2 separate regions of the Canis lupus genome follow, and region 1 is linked to region 2. Evidence: chromatin contacts called from public Hi-C data. All regions are on one chromosome and are shown on one strand. The core of a region is the stretch at or near the end of the contact, and the rest is flanking DNA. Distances in the headings are between cores, read along the strand shown. Region 1 overlaps LOC106557939 (a long non-coding RNA gene). Region 2 holds the start of HHEX (hematopoietically-expressed homeobox protein HHEX).

Region 1 (3,356 bases), core at 289-2,788, 66 kb after region 2:
TATCTGTCTCCCCAAGTCGTCCTTGAGGGAAGGGGCTGATTCTTTCTTGGTTCGCCCTTGTATTTCCCAGCATTTAGTACGCACTCAACAACTACTTGCTAAATTAATGAATGAATGAATGGAGTCCTAGAAAATTCCCAACACAGGCAGCTCTTATTGGTTGTTTGTATATGACACAATTTATGAGACCACTTAGTGAAACCGTCACTCTGACCTTGTTCTGGCATCGTGGAAATAGCAACTGGTCCTTCAGTAAGTTGGCAACATTTCCAACGTGTGTTTACTCAGGCTGAATCAACCTCTTTAATGACTCAGTGGGAACGCAACCTCAGTGGCCCCAATGTGAGTTCTTGGTTGACTGTGGGGATGGTCTCCTGGCCAAGAAGATTCCTGAGATTTCGAGTTTGAGCTAAAGGATCCTTAAGACAAAAATCAAGTGAATCTTCCGTGACTGATATTGGCTATGAATAAAAGTCAGAATTAAGTAATCTGTGGAAATGCTACATCCTCACCCGACTGCAGTCGGTTTTCTTAGCTGTTGCTGGAGCCCCACGGAAAAGGGCTTATTTATTAAGAATGAAATCGTTCTTTTCAAATTCGGTAGCAATCATGTCTCTCTCTCTCTCTCTCTCTCTCTTTTTTTTCTTCCAGTCCATGGAAAGTGTTATCTCAGGCAGCTCTGTGCAGGAAGTTGGGTTTATCACTTCCTCACAGTTGCAGTTTGTCTAGGACTTAACTACATGCTATCAGATTACATCAAAATGTAGGCCTTTGTGTGTTTAACTCATCAAAGGAGTGGACCCTTAGGACTTGATATCACTTCACTGCATATGCAGCCATGTAGCAAAACAAAGCCTATCTAAACAGGACAGAACTATTTCTGTTGTGTGGCGGCTCTGCTAGCTCGAGCTTGCAGAAATGGTCGGGTTTCAGGTGTCTGCAGTGTTTCACTTCTTGTTTTTATATTTATCTCTTTTTAGAATTGCAGTCATTTGCCTGGTTGTGTGCAAGGAAGGAAAACCAAAATATTACCTACGAGGGAGGAGACAAGATTGGTCCAATCCCCAGGGTCAGTTGGAGGCAGTACTAACCTTTACCTCATCATCTGGATTTTCACTTGAAAGCTGAAGTTGCTGTGGTCCTAGTCCCGGCTCTGGACGGACCACACAGGGGGTTTGAATCCTGGCTCCTCTGTCTGCCCTGGGGCAAGTTGTTTCACCTCTGTGAGCTTCAGTTTCTCTGTCTGAAAAATGGAAAAATAATAGCACCTGCCTCATAGCCTTATGAAATAAACAATAGGGATTAAATAATGTATGGGAGGCCCACCAGGCTTGTAAAGCCCGAGGGCTACTGAAGGCCCCACCATGCTCTGCAGAGGGGCTGGGCAAGCTGGCAGCCCCGCAGTCCCAGGCTGGCTCAAGTTTCTCAGGCTGCACTTCCACCTTTGGGGCCTCAGTGCTAGTTTCTTCTCCGCGGAGTTCCCTCTTCTCTGCGGTGGGCTGGCTGCCAGATGCTGCCTCTATTGGCAGCCACAGGAAGCCGATGCAACTGTGAAGTAATACTTCTGCCCCAGGGCTGGCTCCGCCCTGTTGACCAAGGGTTTTAGATCTGCTCAGCCAACTTCTTTTAATGTCTTGCCTAAAAAGGACTTCTCACTCAGCTCTGCGGACTGGGTAATGGCTGATTGCCCTAGAGGGCTCAGACAAATAGCTTTTGGGGATAGAAAGGGTAAAGGGATCTTCTTTCTCCCAGCCCAATGCTTCAGGAGTTGGGGGTGCCATCTTGCTGCAACTCTCCCATATGATGATCATTTACCAAAATCAAATGTCAAAGGAAAACGGATGGGCATGATTCTATAAAATCCCTCCAAGCCAGTGGGGTATAATGAGATACTCTTAAAAAAATTATTTGCATCAAGGCAGTATGCAAATCTTCACAGACCTCTGACTGGAAAGAAATTAAGTTACACCTAAAAAACTATAATTTAAGAAGGTAAATGTTTTCTTTTTTCCTTTTTTAAAACCTGAAACCATTCTAAATAGGAAATTGAAACAAGCATAATGCTTTATTGCTTCTTTATACTAGAGTTATTCACTGATGGCTTCCTACCTCTTGGTTTCCTCCCTTCTGGCTTCTGAGGTGGCAGATGCCCTGTGAGCTACACTTCACCTCAGCTGTTCAGATCTCTTCAGAGCCACAACCACCCTCCATTCAGTGCCAGCTGGCATTGAGTTGGTGTCAGAGGTTCTCATCCAGTGGATTTTGCCTCTTTGCCTGGCCCCTTTGGGTGAGCTCTTTGGCTATCTCTTTAGCTTTTGTCCCTGGATGCTGTCTCTTGGAACTTCATTTAGCAGCCACTAGGCCAGTCTCAAGCTCTGTACAAGAGACAGGTTCCCAGGCTGGATCTAGCATCTTGGGCTTCATGTTATCTGGGAAGAGTTGAGATATTTGGCTACAACTCTCTTAGAACAGCAGTCAATGCCAATGGAAAACCAGCTCTTTCTGTTGCTTGATTAGCTTAAAATAATTTTTTTCTAATTGCAAAAGCAGTAAATACATAAACATGTGCGTATACACACTCCTAAACACAGAAATATATAAAGTTTAAAGTTGAAGGGCTCCATATCAACTTCCTAGTGGTAATTCTTTGTTATATACTGTACCAGATTTATTTCAGTACATATAAAAGCATTTTTCTTCACCAAAAATAAAAAAGACGAGAGAATGGAATGCATACCTAGTCTTCCTCAACTTGCATGTTTTCCTTAAGTATATCTTGAATAGATTCAAATGCTAATGTACACAGATTTACCCCATTATTTTGTATGACTGTGGCTATTCCACTGCAGCATAGATTATAAATTATTTACTCAATTCCTTATTCATGGACTTTGGACGATTTGAGGTTTTGTTTTGTTTTTGGCTTAACTGAACATCCTTGTGTAAACATCTTTGTGTGGATGTGTGAGTATTTCTGTAGAATTGTTGGGTTGGAGGGTATGCACATTTTAAATTTTAATAAACTATGCTAAATTGTGTCCTAGTATACCAGTCGCAATCTACTCAGAAATCTGAGAAGCCCTGTTTCCTCACATACTTATCAACTCTAGTATTACTAAATTTTATAAGTCTACTAGGCAAAAAAAAAAAAAAACTTGTTTATTGGTGTGTTTTTTTAAATTTTTAGCAAAGTTGAGCATCTTTTGGGATTTTTTTTTACCTATCTGCATTTCATTTTATGTAAGTTTTGTTTGTATCTTTTATCCAATTTTCTGTGGAGTTGTCTGTTTCTTACTGACCAATGTTACAGGATGTTTTCAGAATGCTTACTGAAAAATGGCTTATATTTATTGTTT
Region 2 (3,152 bases), core at 286-2,785:
AATGTTTTAGAAAGCTCAGGGAGGATGACTTGACCAAAGTTGCACTGACAACACTCACTTGCTATTCTTTGACTATTCCTCCCTCTCTAGGTTTTTTGACAACTACTCCTTCTTCAAACATCACTTCCTTGGAGAACACTTTCCGTTCCTTAACACACCTCCCGTCCCCAACTAGATGACGTCCGCTGGTTATTAGGTTTCAGATCATTATGTACTTCTCCTTCATAGCACACACATAAGTCACAGCATTAAAATTTGTTTCCTGTCTCCGTGAGGACAGGAACTACTACATCTGTCTTGTTCACTGCTGACACACAGTAGTTGCTCAACAGAAATGTGCGCAGTGAAACTCGAACTCGGGCCACCCAGCTTCCAGTCCACTCTTCTTTCGTCTGCGACCCCGCTTTAGTCGGAGAAATAGTTCCTAGACGTAAATTAAAAACCTCAATAGAAAAAGCTGGGAAATGTGCATTTCCACGATTAGTGGAGGACCTTAGCAGAAACTGCTCACCGCGAGGTGTGACGACCGCAGGAGGGCGTCAATCAAGAAAATGCCCCCTTGCCCCGCAGGCGAGGGGAGCTGCACGGAGCCGAGGCCGCAGGGGTAGCGCCACGGATTCAATAGAAAACACGTGTAAACGCGAGAGCGGTGCTGCGCGCAGCTGCGACCCCCGGGGCCCGGGGACAGGGGACCTAGGGCAACCCCCTTTGGGTGGGCGAAGACCGCACGACTTCTACGTGGCATCTAAGACCCGGGCTTTCCCCGGATTCCTCCCCGAAAGCGTCCTCACGGGAGCGGCTGAGGGCTGGGGCCCGCCCACCAAGGAAACGGGACGGAGCGGCCGCGAGGGCCGAGCGCTTCAAGCCTAGGCGTCCTCACCCCAACTGGGCCTTAGCTAGGGGCCGGGTTTCTCTCCTCGGAGCTGCCGCCCGGGCACAGCCAGCGCCACCGGCACTCCAGGGCGCGCGCCCACACGGGGGATGCTCTCGGCCCGCGACGGCGCGGTCTGCCAGTGCCTCCACGCCCGCCAGGCTCGAGTCCGGCTGCCCTGCGCCGGGTCCACTGCTGCCACCCCGGGGCCGGGCCTGGGCCTGGGCCGGTGCCCCTCGAGTTTCGGCAGGGCTGCCTCCCGGCACGGGCCGGGCCCACGGGAGTCCGTGTTCCAGCGCTGCTTTCCTCGAGTCTCCCCTCGACGGACGTGGCCCTGGGCTTCCTTCCCTTCGAGCGCTCCGGGGCCAGGGTGCCCGCCGCCCCGAGCGACGGCGGCGGCGGCCGGGGACCCGGGCGCGGGTCGGTCCTGGGAGCCGGCGAGCCAGCGCGTCCCGGGGGGCGGGAGCTCGGCCGGCGGGGGCGGGCCGAGGGTGGGGGCGGGAGGCGGCTCCCGGGGCTCCGCGCCATTGGCCGCAGGGACAGGCGGCAGGAAGGGGCCAGAGAGCGCGGCCCCACCCCGTGGCCGGCGGAGCCTATCGCCGGGAGCGCGGAGCGCGGATAAATGTAGCGCCGGGGCGCGGGCCGCCAGCTCTGCGAGGGGCCGGAGCGCAGCGGAGCCATGCAGTACCCACACCCCGGGCCGGCGGCGGCGGGCGCCGTGGGGGTGCCGCTGTACGCGCCCACGCCGTTGCTGCAGCCCGCGCACCCGACGCCGTTCTACATCGAGGACATCCTGGGCCGCGGGCCCGCCGCGCCCACCCCCGCCCCCACGCTGCCGTCCCCCAACTCCTCCTTCACCAGCCTCGTGTCTTCCTACCGGACCCCGGTGTACGAGCCCACGCCGATCCATCCCGCCTTCTCGCACCACTCCGCCGCCGCGCTGGCCGCCGCCTACGGACCCGGCGGCTTCGGGGGCCCTCTGTACCCCTTCCCAAGGACGGTGAACGACTACACGCACGCCCTGCTCCGCCACGACCCCCTGGGTAAGGCGGCCGGGGTCATGGCGGGGCCGAGCCGCGGCCGCGGCGAGGAAGGCGCCACCCGGCAGGTGGCAGCGTCCAGGAGGCGGCGGGGGCGGAGGGGGAGGCAATAGAAAGTTGTGGCAAAAGCGATCGAAAAGCGGCCCTCGGGCGCGCGCAGGGACAGGAGGCGCGTGCCCCAGTGGCGCGCTGCCGGGGCCGACCGCACCGTGACTCAGATTGGTTTTCCTGCACCTTGCAGGCGTCGGGGCGCGCGGGCCCGGGCGAGACCTCTGGCACTGCCGCGGGGGCTGGCGGCCGAAGGCAGCCCCGGGGCGCGCGTGTCGCTCGGGGTGGGGTCCCCTTAGCTGGAGGGACGGGGTAGGGAGTGCCAGGGCGCCCGGGCCGGCCCTGCGGGGCAGGGATAGCTGCTGGGCCCGGGTGGTTACGAGGCTGAACCTGGTTCAACAAGCTTGTGCAGTGAAAGAGCCTGACCCTTTCCGTTCATACAGGAAATCTTGAGTTCTCGATAGGAGTAAATCTGGTTTCAGAAGCTGTTAAGTGTTTTCCTGGCTGCATGAAGCAGACCCTTCCCCCGGAGTAGTGCACGCTGCTGATTATTTTATCGACATCCTCAATACAGACAAATTCAGGAAACACTCGACTTCTGATAGCCGGGATCCGTTTTTCTGATATTGTTCATTTCCTCTGTGTGGGATGTGACTTTATGGCAGCTAAAATAACCAGTTGCTTCCTTTTTTCCCCCGCCCCCGAAGCTGTTTTGCACTAGTCTGAAGCCTGACGTAAGCAAAATCTGGGAGAAAAAAAAAAAACAATGCCAGCTTTCAAAGTGTTTGGGGGCAGGCCTGCAGACCCACGGACGGACGGACGGACGGACTGACTGATAGGTCTTCGGAGTAGGAAAGGCGGGGAAGACACCTAGGACTTACGGTGTTCGCGGGGCTCGTCCCTCAGCGCACGGCCTAAGAAACAAGCCGACGGGGATCCGCACTCCCGAGGGGCCCTTGGCGGCTCCGGCATCGGAAGCCCCGGGGGCATAAAGAAACGGGGCTCCTTGCCTTGGGCCGCCAGGGTTTTAGATTTACTCTCTGCTATTGGCAGCTTCTTTGGGGACCCTAGAGACAACGTAACATTTTAATTAAAATTTTAATGTCTTCACGTTTATGATGAGGCCTTTAGCTCAGCCCTCCACCCTCTTTTCTCATCGTTAAGATTTGGAGGGGATTATATTTTAACTCCTT

Evidence for each region. A called contact is a pair of places that touch in the nucleus more often than the background predicts.
Region 1: a Hi-C map of blood shows a contact between it and region 2, with 2.6 times the contacts expected there. The contact joins the enhancer-like site here to the promoter of HHEX in region 2. A contact is called at or near these places in 2 of 9 Hi-C or Micro-C datasets (both in blood).

The regions. Positions count from the first base shown.
Region 1 is chr28:7,301,428-7,304,783 of UU_Cfam_GSD_1.0, forward strand. The region is part of intron 4 of LOC106557939 (a long non-coding RNA gene); the gene reads left to right. Among named protein-coding and RNA genes, the nearest start is that of HHEX, 66 kb to the left of the region's middle. Within about 2 kb of position 1,539, at least 5 of the 20 cell types and tissues checked have an H3K27ac peak or open chromatin away from gene starts, as enhancers often do. A contact at or near this core is called in blood, where this site is marked.
Region 2 is chr28:7,235,312-7,238,463 of UU_Cfam_GSD_1.0, forward strand. It overlaps HHEX (hematopoietically-expressed homeobox protein HHEX), which reads left to right and starts at 1,536. Exons shown (of 4, transcript XM_038578201.1): 1 at 1,536-1,914. The coding sequence starts at 1,551.